Linked DNA regions of Zea mays: region 2 is linked to region 1. Evidence: chromatin contacts called from public Hi-C data. All regions are on one chromosome and are shown on one strand. Each heading gives the region's core, a stretch centred on a gene start, on an enhancer-like site or on the middle of the called end of the contact. The rest is flanking DNA. Distances are from core to core; before and after follow the strand shown. Region 1 holds the start of LOC103653350 (brassinosteroid LRR receptor kinase BRL3). Region 2 holds the start of HDA108 (histone deacetylase 108).

What was found. Hi-C and Micro-C count contacts between places; a contact is called where the count stands out from the background.
Region 2: a contact with region 1 is called in a Hi-C map of ear, with 2.0 times the contacts expected there. The contact joins the promoter of HDA108 here to the promoter of LOC103653350 in region 1. A contact is called at or near these places in 2 of 25 Hi-C or Micro-C datasets (ear and tassel).

The regions. Positions count from the first base shown.
Region 1 is chr4:68,458,121-68,465,365 of Zm-B73-REFERENCE-NAM-5.0, reverse strand. It overlaps LOC103653350 (brassinosteroid LRR receptor kinase BRL3), which reads left to right and starts at 2,944. Exons shown (of 3, transcript XM_020552551.3): 1 at 2,944-3,271; 2 at 3,562-7,245. The coding sequence starts at 3,684. It overlaps AKHSDH1 (Bifunctional aspartokinase/homoserine dehydrogenase 1, chloroplastic), which reads left to right. Exons shown (of 19, transcript NM_001111855.2): 19 at 1-375.
Region 2 is chr4:68,667,186-68,674,430 of Zm-B73-REFERENCE-NAM-5.0, reverse strand. HDA108 (histone deacetylase 108) reads left to right here and starts at 2,585. Exons shown (of 6, transcript NM_001111431.1): 1 at 2,585-3,127; 2 at 5,998-6,438; 3 at 6,535-6,677; 4 at 6,935-7,025; 5 at 7,105-7,239. The coding sequence starts at 2,585.

The DNA of each region.
Region 1 (7,245 bases), core at 1,695-4,194:
AAGGTTTTGCGGTGCCGTGGTGTTGTGTTGCTGCTCTACTACTGGTTTTTTTTGTTGTTGTTGTTGTTAGTGCTTGGAATAGCTGGAGTAAGTATGGATTAAGTGAGTTCTGGGGTGTTAAGGGTTGGGTGTCTTAGTTAGAAGGTCGTATTGGAGGGAATGGAATCCGTTCACCGTTCTTGCGTGTTGCAATAATCTTGTGTGGAGTCTCCAGGTTTGTTCGGTTGCTGACAGTAAGCCAAGCCAAAATGGCGAGTCTAGTGAAGAACCAAATAAAAAAAAGGCTGGGCTGTAAGGAATGTATCCACACGTTACTTCATTGGTGTCACCATAAATATATACCTGGATCATTTGGCTTGGTTTGGTTTGGTTCGTACTTTGATTTGGGTATGTTCTGGAACTGTCCCCAGACAACAATCCCTTCTTCCCAAAGCCAGTCCGACAGCCAGCCACCGCCGTGGACGTAGCCGGAGCCGGTGGGGGTGGTGGCGTCGACGACGACAAGGAAGAGATGCTTTATGGCGCGTCTTTGTGCACCCACGGTGAAACAACCGAGCCGGTGAGCTCCACGCGGAGAAGACGGAGAGAAACTACGCCTAGACAGCTGCCCATGGCGAGGGCGCTTGCGGCTGCGATGGCGGATGATGATCGTGGTGGGCAAACCCGGTGTCAAGAGCTGCTGGGACTGGGATGGGCGAAAGGAAATTGGATGGTGGTGAACCAGCAGTGACGGTGAATTTTGTCGCACGTGAAATTTTGTGGATGGTGTTGGAAACAGGGAAAAGAGGGAGGGCTGCCGGCGGCGAGGCGTTTTAACAGCGAGGGGAGAGAGCTACAACTTTGCTTCAAGGAGTAACAATAAGAGATCAAAGGTTTGCAGGATACACTTGCTCCAAGTTTTTGGCAAAACTGAGAACTGAATTCAGTTTCCTAGTTTTTTGAAACAGTTTAAGCTCAACCAATTAAAGGGAGGCTAATTAGTGTTCAAACGTCAGATACAAAAGGTACGTTAGCAGAGTCCAAACTTTCGGCTTTGAATCTGTATCAAAGTTGAACAAGGTTCATCCATGAAAAGTTGGTTGATTAAGCTCCAAAGATCGACTTTCAGAACTGACCATCACTTTTTGGCTGTGTTGAAAAAAAAACAACAACAACACTGGGTTCAACCAAGGTCCAACACAAACGTGTTTGGTCTTAACTTATTGCCCAACGTTGTCACCGATTGTAAAGTACACATGTTGCACTTCAACGTTTATTTGGGCATATTTTCAAGTGTTTAATCAGAATTTCAAAATCTACTTCCTCAAAGTGATATTTTTTTAGTTGATTACAAGATCACAAACTATGGATAGATGTCATATGTGCACTATATATGAATGATGCATCACAAACTATGAATGACTTAGCAAGGTCAAGGTTTCATAAGGTACTTAAAACCTTGGTATTACATAAATCTAACTGAAACAATCATATAAGTTAATGATCTTCCAGTATATTAAATTTTAATGTTCCTTACTATAATGACTACACGTGCCATGGACTAGCTAATCATAGACGAGTTCCACTCCAGTTATAGAAAAGATCTTTAATATTAAGAGCATTTTCAAGAGTCTTTTTTAAACTCGCTTTCTAAATCTTGTTTGGAGAGCCATATGAATAAAAATTACTCTATACTTTCTTTCTCTCCAATTTGTACACGCTCTAGAGAATCAGCCCTACTCTCCATAATATTTAAATATCTTACTAAAAAACATTGAAGACTATTTTTTGTTAAAATCTTTATTCCTATCAATATAGAAGGAATCAATATAGAAGGATATTAAGCACCTGTTGAAGTTTGCTTTACCCAGCGTGGATGCATTGCATTATTCACTGCAATTGCATCCTATCGTAGAACATATGTTATAGAGAACTTTAAATTCGTACCCTTAGTTCATCGTCACTGTCCAGTTTTGCCTCTCTCTTATTTAGGGCTGGTTCGGTGACAAGTGAATTGAAGAAGATACATGGGTAGGAAATCCTTTGCTATTCCCTTGTCACGAAACCAACCCTTATTGTATTAGATGGACCCTGGAACGTGATGATAGTGATTATATTGTATCTGATATACAGTTAGTATCATAGCAAGCAATCCCAAGTGATGCTATAAATTTTATTTGAATAAATACACCCATATGTATATGATGCTGTAAGAAAGAAAACAATAGAACCACAGTAGGTTTTATATAGTTCTTTTTTTGTTTAGTTGATTTTGTACAGCATGAATCAATACGTACGAGGTATTATTCTCCCATTGCAACCGCACAGATACTCATCTTAGTAAAATACAAAAAACTAAAACAGGAAAGAGTCTGTCTTGACCTTTTGTTTTCATCCTATTAACACGTCGTTAAAACTTACTAAAAATTTAGTGATACATGGTAGTTTAGGCTATTTTTAACGATGGTTTTATTCATATTTAATAGTGTGCCACATCATCAGATTTTTAAACATGGCATCATATTTAAGAGGATTGAGTTTTATGGGATAAAATTAGTTTTATAGAGATGAAACTATGTCAACTCGTTTCCAAGATCTTAGAAACTATATGAAACATCCATTAAGATTGATTTATTTCATATAAATATAATTACTAACTTCTATTAGCCATTGAGTTGCGACATTTAATTGATATGTTATCCTATAAAATAGTAACATAAAATAGTATTGAGAGACATTTTTAATTCATAGTTTCATCGCATTTATGTGACAGGGTTGGAAATACTTGTGCACTTGCCCGTAGACCCAAATTCGGGCACGCCTTGTGTTGGTTCCTAGAAAAACTACAGTATAGTAAATAAGGCTGGCTTTTGCGATGCAAATGGTACAAAAAGCGACCGCACACAGCAAAAGGCTAAAGAGGTCGGGTCCAAGTTTGACCGCACCACGAGCCCGGCATGCGCACGCAAAACAAAAACAAAGAATATCACCAGAGTTCCAAATCTGCCCCGACATCTTCGTCGGAATCTTGCCAAATCATCCCGACTACTCCTGCTCCATTTCCGGGTCATTTTTATTTTTTGGTTTCGTCCGGCCGGCACAGCAGCCTGCTTTGCTCGCGATCGACCAGTGTTTTCCTGGTTGCTCATCCCCTCCACCCCACCTTGTGGCCCCGTGTCCGGCTCTCCAACCGCAACGGCGACGGCGAGGAGTTCCACCCCTTGGCCGCCTATGAAATGATGTGCTCTTGATGCGGTTTACGGCCACGAAGAAATTACTGAACCGAACCAAGGTTGGAATTCTGTATCTGTCTCACCTTTCTTTTCTTTTCTTTTCTATATAAGATAACAAGTATACATAAATAACTTCCATTTGGTTTTGTCTTGCTAGCATTTCTATCGAACAGATTGCGGGCAGACTTACTTGCTCATAGTTGAGCAGTTAATTGCATATCGGTTTTGCTTTGCACTCACGTAGCTACGTGTATTTTCTATCTCAAAATTTCACGAAGTGTTCAAATGATTCCGGGCGGAGGATATTGATTATTTAAATAAAAAACAAATTCGGTTCTTTCGCATGCAGGCGCACTCGAATTCCCTCAGGATTAACCCCGCTTCGATGTGAAGCGACGCAGAGCAGAGCAGAGCGCCAATTTATGGTCTTCTCCTTCTCCCCATCATCTGGACAGCAGGAAGAAGGCATCCATGGGCGCCGCTCGTACGGCGGCGCCGGTCTTTATGCTGCTGCTGCTGCTCCACCTGTCGCCGCGCGCGGTTGCTGCCGGGACAGGCGACGAGGCAGCGGCGCTGCTCGCGTTCAAGCGCGCCTCCGTAGCCGCCGACCAGGCCGGCAGGCTCGCGAGCTGGGCGGAGCCCAACTCGACCTCCGGCTCCGCCTCGCCGTGCGAGTGGGCCGGCGTCTCGTGCGTGGGCGGCCACGTCCGTGCGCTCGACCTCAGCGGCATGTCCCTCGTCGGCCGCCTCCACCTAGACGAGCTGCTCGCGCTCCCGGCGCTCCGGAGCGTCCTCCTCGGTGGCAACGCCTTCCACGGCGACCTCACCCACCGGGCCCCGCCGCGGTGCGCGCTCGTGGACGTGGACCTGTCGTCGAACGCTCTCAACGGGACGCTGCCCCGGGCGTTCCTGGCGTCCTGCAGCAGCCTGCGGCTGCTGAACCTGTCCGGCAACACCTTCACCGGCGGAGGCGGCTTCCCGTTCGCGTCGTCGCTGCGGACGCTCGACGTGTCCAGGAACGAGCTGTCAGACGCCGGCTTGCTGAACTACTCCCTGAGTGCCTGCCACGGCATTCGGCACCTGAACCTCTCGGCCAACCAGCTCACCGGAGAGCTCCCACCACGGTTCGCGCAGTGCAGCCAGGTTTCTGTTCTTGATCTCTCAGGGAACCTCATGTCCGGCGCCCTCCCCGGCAGGCTCTTGGCCACGGCGCCGGCCAGTTTGACACGCCTGAGCATCGCTGGGAACAACTTCTCCGGGGACATCTCCAGGTATCAGTTTGGTGGCTGTGCAAATCTCTCCGTGCTTGATCTTTCGTACAACAGACTGAGCGCCACCATAGGGTTGCCACCGAGTCTTGCCAATTGCCACCACCTCAGGGAACTAGACATGTCTGGGAACAAGATTCTGTCGGGCCGAGTACCGGAGTTCCTGGGGGGCTTCCGAGCATTGCGGCGACTCGGACTTGCCGGGAACAACTTCACCGAGGAAATCCCGGATGAGCTGAGCCTCCTGTGCGGAACGCTGGTTCAGCTAGACTTGTCAAGCAACCAATTGGTTGGCGGTTTGCCAGCGAGCTTCTCAGGATGCAGATCGCTTGAGGTGCTCGATCTGGGTAGCAACCAGCTGTCAGGTGACTTTGTGATCACTGTGATCAGCAAGATCTCTTCTCTGCGTGTGCTGAGGCTGCCGTTCAACAATATCACAGGCACAAATCCTCTGCCCACGCTAGCAGCTGGCTGCCCTTTGCTTGAAGTCATTGATCTCGGGTCTAACATGCTGGAAGGAGAGATCATGCCCGAGCTGTGTTCATCTTTGCCATCACTCAGAAAGCTGCTCCTACCCAACAACTACATCAATGGAACCGTGCCGCCCTCACTCGGCAACTGCAGTAATCTGGAGTCACTGGACCTCAGCTTCAACCTCATGGTTGGTCCGATCACGCCTGAAGTACTGTTGCTTCCTAAGCTTGTTGATTTGGTCATGTGGGCAAACAGTCTCTCCGGTGAGATACCAGACACGCTATGCTCCAACAGCACAGCACTGAAGACACTGGTCATAAGCTACAACAACATAACCGGAGTGATCCCTGTCTCCATCACCAGGTGCGTGAATCTCATATGGCTGTCACTTGCCGGCAACAGCATGACCGGGAGTGTCCCCGCCGGCTTCGGGAACCTCCAGAAGCTCGCCATTCTACAGCTGCACAGGAACTCACTCTCTGGTCCTGTGCCAGCAGAGCTTGGTCGCTGCAGCAACCTCATCTGGCTTGATCTCAACAGCAACAACTTCTCCGGTGCGATACCGCCGCAGCTAGCAGCACAGGCAGGGCTCATCACTGGAGGCATGGTTTCTGGGAAGCAGTTCGCGTTCCTGAGGAATGAGGCTGGCAACATCTGCCCAGGTGCTGGAGTGCTGTTCGAGTTCTTTGACATCCGTCCGGAGCGGCTGGCCCAGTTCCCTGCTGTGCACTCGTGTGCCTCCACGAGGATATACACTGGGATGACAGTGTACACCTTCAACCAAAGTGGGAGCATGATATTCCTTGATCTCTCGTACAACAGCCTCACAGGCACAATTCCGGCGAGCCTGGGGAACATGACGTATCTTGATGTCCTTAACCTGGGGCATAATGACCTTACCGGTGCAATTCCAGATGCGTTCACAGGGTTGAAGGCGATTGGTGTCCTTGACCTCTCGCACAATCACCTCACCGGTGTCATCCCTGCTGGACTGGGGTGTTTAAATTTCCTAGCTGACTTCGACGTCTCCAACAACAACCTCACTGGTGAGATACCCACGTCAGGGCAGCTCAGTACATTTCCAGCATCCCGTTTTGAGAACAACTCCGGCATCTGTGGCATCCCCTTGGATCCTTGCACGCACAATGCCAGCACTGGAGGTGTTCCTCAAAACCCCTCTAACGTGCGGAGGAAGTTTCTCGAAGAGTTCGTGCTCCTTGCAGTGTCGCTCACCGTGCTCATGGTGGCCACCTTGGTTGTCACTGCATACAAGCTCAGGAGGCCCCGTGGGAGCAAAACTGAAGAGATTCAAACTGCTGGGTATAGCGACAGCCCCGCATCGTCCACCAGTACAAGCTGGAAGCTTTCTGGTTCCAAAGAGCCACTGAGCATCAATCTGGCGATATTTGAGAATCCGTTGAGGAAACTAACATATGCCCACCTGCATGAGGCTACCAATGGCTTCAGCTCGGAAGCTCTTGTTGGCACAGGAGGATTCGGTGAGGTTTACAAGGCTAGGCTCATGGATGGCAGCGTTGTGGCTGTCAAGAAGCTGATGCATTTCACAGGCCAGGGCGACCGGGAGTTCACTGCAGAGATGGAGACCATTGGCAAGATCAAACATCGCAATCTTGTGCCGTTGCTAGGCTACTGCAAAGTTGGCGACGAACGTCTGCTTGTGTACGAGTACATGAATAATGGAAGCCTGGATGTCTTGCTCCATGAAAGGGACAAGACTGATGTGGGTCTTGATTGGGCAACAAGGAAGAAGATTGCAGTTGGCTCGGCAAGAGGACTGGCCTTCCTCCACCATAGTTGCATCCCACACATCATACACCGGGACATGAAGTCAAGCAACGTGCTTCTTGACGATAATCTCGATGCCTACGTATCGGATTTCGGAATGGCGCGGCTCGTGAATGCTGTTGACTCACATCTAACCGTGAGCAAGCTCTTAGGAACACCTGGTTATGTGGCTCCCGAGTACTTCCAGTCGGTTATTTGCACAACTAAGGGCGACGTCTACAGCTATGGCGTTGTTCTTCTGGAGCTTCTCTCAGGGAAAAAACCAATCAATCCGACTGAATTCGGCGACAATAATCTCATCGACTGGGCAAAGCAGATGGTTAAGGAGGACCGGTGCAGCGAGATATTTGATCCTATATTGACCGACACAAAATCCTGCGAGTCGGAGCTGTACCAGTATCTGGCGATTGCTTGCCAGTGCTTGGACGATCAACCTAGTCGCAGACCTACGATGATCCAGGTCATGGCAATGTTCAGTGAGTTTC
Region 2 (7,245 bases), core at 1,336-3,835, 210 kb before region 1:
TGTCTACAGTGACTGTCCGGTGGTGCACCGGACTGTCTGGTGCGCCACCCGACAGAAGGCAACTTTGGCGTTCCTTGTTGGCCTCCAACGACTCCTAGCTGCCTTGGGGCTATAAAAGGGGGCCCTAGGCGCATGGAGGAGCTACCCAAGCATTCACTAAGCATTCTAAGTCTCCCACACTCCATCTCCGCGCACTTGCTCGATTGTGTTAGTGATTTGAGCTTCGTTCTAGTTGTGAACTCTTTGTGCTTCATTTTGAGCTCAAGTCTTGGCTTGTGTGCGTGTGTGTGTGCGTTGCTCCCCAACCTTACTCTTGTGCTTTCATTGTGATCTTTGTTGTAAGGGCGAGAGACTCCAACTTGTGCAGATTCCTCGCAAACGGGAAAAAGAGATAAGGAAGAAAAGTCGTGGTATTCAAGCTGATCATTGGATCACTTGAAAGGGGTTGAGTGCAACTCTCGTCCATTGGGACACCACAACGTGGAAGTAGGCAAGTGTTACTTGGCCAAACCACGGGATAAAATCGCGTGTCTCTTGTGTGCTTTCTATTTGATTATCTGTGTTCACAAGAACTGGTTTCAAGCTACTTAGCCGTTCTAACTTTCATAATCAAGTTTTTGTGGCTATTAGTGTTGAATTTTATAGGATCACCTATTCATCCCCCCTCTAGGTGCTCTCAAAAGGCTACTAAAGAGGGAGTCACAAAAGCTTACTAGAAGGAAGAAGATCATGATATGAAAATAGCTTGGTTGAGGATAGGACTGTCTAAACCATCAGCCACTAAAAGCTTGTCGGTTGAACTTTACTTGGCACATGTTCATATGATTATTCCAACAGATCCCACTAAAGGTTAATATTGAGTCCCACTAAGCCAACATGTCCCAATAGTAATGGTATGCTAAAGCTAATATGATTATTCCAACATATCCCACTGAACCATTTGCATTGCAGTGAAGTTTGAGAACATCAGTAATGCATCTACCACCAATGTAGGTTCATGCAGCAAGGCAAGCTAAGCTTATATAAGCTGCATTCATAGTGGCAACAGAAATATATATTGTTTCAAATGAATTCATGGCATTTATCCAAGACTTCTTCATCTATTGAGTCAAGAACTAAGCAATCAACATAACAACCAATTCATAGTAACCATAAAGTTTAACACAGAAAATTAATCGAAGGAAAATGGACAAGTTTCATTCCATTTGCAGCTTTGTCGAAGGATGTAGAGAAGCCATCGTTGCTTCCAAACGTGGATGATGCAAATGGATCTACGACAACCCTGTCAAGTCCTGGCAGCAAAGGGCGGGAAGGTCCTCCACCTTGGTTTGTTGCTTGCAAAGCGCCTCCACCGTCGCAGTCGATGGATCCAGCGCCAACCATCTGCCTTTAGGGAATCCTACTTCCGATGAAAGGCGTCGACATATTTGAAGAACCAGAGCGTGCGATCGGTATCTGACGCTGCCACCTCCACCACCGCACAAGCCTCTTCCTCCGCCTCATCCACCGCCGCACAAGCCTCTACCGCCTCCTCCACCGCCGCTCGAGCCTCTCCGCCTTCTACCACCACTAGTACTACATGCGAGGCAAAAACGTGGGAAGCAACTAAGGACACGCGGTAGGGCGATTAGGGGAAATCTCGTGACATGGAAATTTGCGAGACCAAAGCCAACGGATGCGAGACGTGAAGCTATTGAGGAGAAGAAGGGGGACTGTTGGAGGGGCAACAACTATTTTCCCCTAGAAACGCTATTGGGTTGTTTTACACTGTCGGTTGGAGTTGTTCTAAGGCTGTTCGCACTCGTCTACTCCAAAGCCAATTGTAGTCACATTTTACGGTAAATATTGGTGCACTGGAGTACTACATGTGCTACTGCATTCTCCAGTAGGCCCTCCTGTACCCCAAATGTGGAGTCCATGGTGTTCGATACCATCACACACTCTCTTTCACGGTGTCGCAACCGAGACAAAGACAAAGCAGGTGGGTGGTGGGACTTGCGGTGGATGTGTTGATATATATATTGATAAAAATGTGACAGTTTACATAGGGTTGAGATGTTTGGGATGGCTACAGGTTCCAGTTCTAGTGTTGAACTGTAGTTTATAATATAAATTTAAATAGTTTTAAAAATAGTTTTGATCTAAATAATAAACATTGCACATGGTTGAGATGTTTGGGATGGCTACAGTTCCAGTTCTAGTGTTGAAATGTAGTTTATAATATAAATTTAAATAGTTTTAAAAATAGTTTTGATCTAAATAATAAACAAAATTACTTATCTAAATGCCTTTTAAACACAACTACAGTTTTACGATTTTTAGAGTATCTAATGATCTGCTCCACTAACTCTATCAGATTTTCTGAAGTTGGACGTATCTTAAACATGACCTATGAAGTAGTTGTAGATGCAAGAGTTTGAATAAATGTATTTCAAAATGTTAATGACGCAGACCAAATATTTTTTTTTAAATAGAAATTTAGGGTACGATGAGTGCCGATTGCCTAAACCCCGAAATTATAAAGAAAACCGCCTCGGCCGCAACTTGACTATCTTTGTGAGGACCTTCAACCATCTCAGGCGGAATGGCGGCTTCTGGTGAGGGCGCGTCGCTGCCGTCTCCGGCGGGCGGGGAGGATGCGCACCGCCGCCGCGTCAGCTATTTCTACGAGCCGTCGATCGGAGACTACTACTACGGGCAAGGTCACCCGATGAAGCCCCACCGCATCCGAATGGCGCACTCGCTGGTGGTCCACTACGGCCTCCACCGCCTCCTCGAGCTCTCCCGCCCCTACCCGGCCTCTGAGGCCGACATCCGCCGCTTCCACTCCGACGACTACGTCGCTTTCCTCGCGTCCGCCACCGGAAACCCGGGTGTCCTCGACCCGCGCGCCATTAAGCGCTTTAACGTCGGTGAGGACTGCCCCGTGTTCGACGGTCTCTTCCCCTTCTGCCAGGCCTCCGCTGGGGGAAGCATCGGCGCCGCCGTCAAGCTTAACCGCGGGGACGCCGACATCACCGTCAACTGGGCGGGCGGCCTCCACCACGCCAAGAAGAGCGAGGCCTCCGGGTTCTGCTACGTCAACGACATCGTCCTCGCCATCCTCGAGCTCCTCAAGTTCCACAGGGTTCGCGTGTTAATTTACCTTTTACTAGTTACATTTAAATGTTGGACACTTGGCTTTGTTTTCGGAGGAGAGAGTTTATTAGATTAATTGCTGGATTTAGATGTGAAGTTTTAGTGATTTTTTGATCGGTTCATGTGATTGTTGAGCATTTGTGATTCTTGTGAGTGGATGAGTAGGACACTGATCTGGAGATTGCTTTGAGTTTCACAGGGGCAACAGATTTTGCATTTCCAATTCAGTAACCACTTAAGTTATAGGGGCACTAATCTGAACTCTTTGGCTTTGGTTGGTCAACTTCCATCGTTGGAGGGGAGGGTTTATTAGGTCTAGATTTGGATATCGAATGTAATGGTTTCTAATGGCGTTGATGTTAGGGTTTTGGGATTTGTGGGTGGAGCGCCTTAAAGTTTTGCAGGAGCAAAAGTTTGTTTGTCATGATGCCCAATTCAGAGACCCATGTGATTAATTTATATACTATTTGTTTGCTTCCAGTCAAACTAGGAGTTTAAGGAACTGTTTGTAATGCATTTCAGAAGTTTGGGTTGTCCTATGTGTAGATGTTTATTGCTTTATGCTATTAGAGCTTGGTATTTGTGTGCAACTGCACGTGTTTGACTTTGACTGCCTTCTTTTTGTAATTTTAGATTATGTATGTGAGAATATACTGGTGATCATCATTTTCTGGTATTTATAAACATCTTAAAAGGGAAATGGCAAGTGGAAGCTGCTTTCATTTGCTTTCTAAACAACACTGCCATGTTGCTAGTACAAAGGGTTTGTCGGAGCTTTTGCTGCTGCCTCCTAAAGGTCGTGTTAGTTGTTCGGGTTGAGCGTTTTTTTTTTCAGTTTCAGTCACGTGTGTTCCTTGAACAAGTAAGGTGTAGCATGAATTTGTCTCTTGTAATTATTTTCTCTACTTCTTAAAACTACGATACGAAGTCTTCCTCTGTATTCGAGAGAGAGAAAACTGCCCTATTGCCAAAGAAAGCCGTTTCTCCATCTTTTGTTGAAACCATGTCTACTTTCACATGCCTAGTTATTCTGTACCTAATGTGAACTAATGCCTATTTACTCAGTGCATGCGTACTTGTGTTCTGCCAATGGCTTCTCCTTGAGACGGTGAAAGTTTTTTTTAAGGATTTGATGCTTTGGAACTAAGCACAATTTTTGGTAAAAAGGGTGTGTATTTCAGATGAGTTCATGGTGAATGTGGTCCCCCAGGATCTAATTCTAACAATAGAATGATGTGTTATCAACTTGGATATCATTACTGTTTCTTGGATTAATGGAGTTGAGTTTTTGAGAGTGGATATGCATGGAATGTTTTTTTCCAAAACATGTTATTGTTTCAAGCATTGATGTTTTTTGTCAATGGAGTAGGGTGTTGATCTGGACATTACATTGAAGTTCACAGGGGCAACAGAATTTTGTTTGTCTTCATGCCAATCCAGCAAATGTTTCCATTATTGAGGCTATTCTGTACTCTTTGCTTGGGTTGTTATAGTGTTATATCACTTGAGGAAAGGGTTTATTTTGTTGCTTGCTAGATTTAGATGCAGATGTTCAGTTGTTTTTTGTAGATGGATTAACTGTTTGAAGCATTGATTTTGGGTGTTTTTTTTGTGTGGATGTAGTAGCGCACTAATCACCAAGAGTTGGAGATGGCTTTGATTTTCACAGGGACAAGAGAATTTTGTTTGTCGTGATGCCGAATTCGTTGACCAGTGCCATTATAGGCGCTGTTGTGTGAAAGTAACCCATGGGATAATTTTATTCGAGTTTGCTTCCACTAAAACTAGGAGTTCCACGGAACTGAGCAGTGGTGTGTTTCTGCAATTTTGAATTGTCGTATGTGGATATATTTATTACTTTATGCTATTAGTGAGGGCTGGCCTGGTATGTGTGTATAACCTTGTGTGTTTAACTTGATGACTTTCTGTGTGATTTAAACTGCCTCTGTGGTCATCACAACCTTATTTGGATTTGTAACCATCTTAAAAAGTAAATGACAAGTTGGAGTTGCTTTGGTTACTCTGCTATTCTATTCAACACTGTCCTTTGGCCAGAACACCATCTTTTTTTTGAAAGTTGAAACTGTTATTTTGTGCCTAATTTGAACTAAGTCAGGTCTTATATTTACTCACTGCATGCTCTGTTCTGTTTGCTGATAGCCTATCCTTGAGATGGCAAAAGATATATTCTAATTTTATGCTTTGTAACTTGGAAGCGCCAATTTTGGTATATGAGTGTATACTACAGATAAAAAAGGGTGAATGTGCCCTCAAGGGAATCTAATTCTAACAATAGAAATATATGTTTGCTGATACTATATGACTTGAATATCATTCACATTTCTTGGTCGTAGTTTTACTTTTATATGCATGATTTTTTTTTTGGAACATGCTTATTGCTGATCAGGGTGGGTATTTTGACCATTTTAAATGTGAGATAGATGCCCCTCTTATTCTGGTTTTTGCTTTTAAACTTCAAACAGTATGCTGGTAACTGGTTTATGATTCCAATCTATCAGTTCAGTCTTTTTCTTGCAAATACATATTTCATCCAGTTTTCTGCCACTTTGAGTGCCGTAAGATGATGCTGTTTTGTTTAGGTATATGTTTCCTGATGAAATATCACCACTCACTTATGCATATTCTGCAAGCATTTTTAGATAAATACTACTAAATACTAATACAGTTGAAGGGATTGTCAACAAATATGTTAGTTAAGAAACAGTCAGGTTTCCTTTGTATATGCTTCTTGTCAGCCTTTTTGTTCAGCCTATAAAATATTTACGCATTCATACACACTATGCCACATATGTACTTTGATTATATAGCTCTGATAGCTATATTGTCCATTTGTTCCAGCGTGTGCTATATGTAGACATTGATGTCCACCATGGAGATGGCGTGGAGGAGGCCTTCTTCACTACAAACCGAGTCATGACTGTTTCCTTTCACAAGTATGGGGATTTTTTCCCTGGTACTGGACATATCACTGACGTTGGGGCAGCCGAAGGGAAGCATTATGCTCTGAATGTTCCCCTGAGTGATGGTATCGATGACACCACCTTTCGTGGTCTGTTTCAATGCATCATTAAGAAAGTTATGGAGGTTTATCAGCCAGACGTGGTTGTCCTCCAATGCGGAGCTGACTCTTTGGCTGGAGACAGGTTAGGTTGCTTCAACCTGTCTGTGAAGGGTCATGCTGACTGCCTCCGTTTCCTTAGGTCGTACAATGTTCCTATGATGGTTTTAGGTGGTGGAGGTTACACCATCAGAAATGTTGCACGCTGCTGGTGCTACGAGGTATTGTTTTTCTCTCTTATTCCAAATTCAGCTGAATGTGGTAGTGTGTTAGAATTTGTCAGTTGCCAGTGTTGATAGAATTGGGTTGTAATGCAGACCGCAGTTGCTGTTGGAGTTGAACCTGATAACAAGCTGCCTTACAATGATTACTATGAGTACTTTGGCCCTGATTATACTCTTCATATCCAACCAAAAAGTGTTGAAAACCTGAATACCACAAAGGACTTGGAGAACATAAAGTAAGTGTACTGTTTGCTGTCAGTATGACATTCATTTATTGTAATTTGTTCCAGATGCTTCATTGTCGAGCACTTGGAATGAAATAGTTATATTTTTTTTCTTATGCAAGTCATTGAGAAATCAGAGTTTCTTATAATTCCATTTCTCAACGATGCATCATCTGGACACCTATGTTTGACACTATGGCATACAATACATGCATTCCTGCCTGTGTACATTCCCTAACTTCAGGTTGCTTTTCTATGCAAATGTGCAGGAACATGATATTGGAGAACCTGTCAAAGATAGAACATGTTCCCAGCACTCAATTCCATGACAGACCGTCAGACCCTGAAGCTCCAGAGGAGGTTTCTATCGTGCCATTGTCAATTCCTATGCTCTCTTTGCATTTTTCTTGTTTTGCCATTTGAGCGTTTTGCATTATAGAAAGAGGAGGACATGGACAAGAGGCCACCTCAGCGCAGCAGATTATGGAGCGGAGGAGCTTACGACTCTGATACAGAGGATCCTGACAGCCTGAAAAGCGAGGGTAAAGACGTAACTGCTAACTTCCAGATGAAGGTTGGC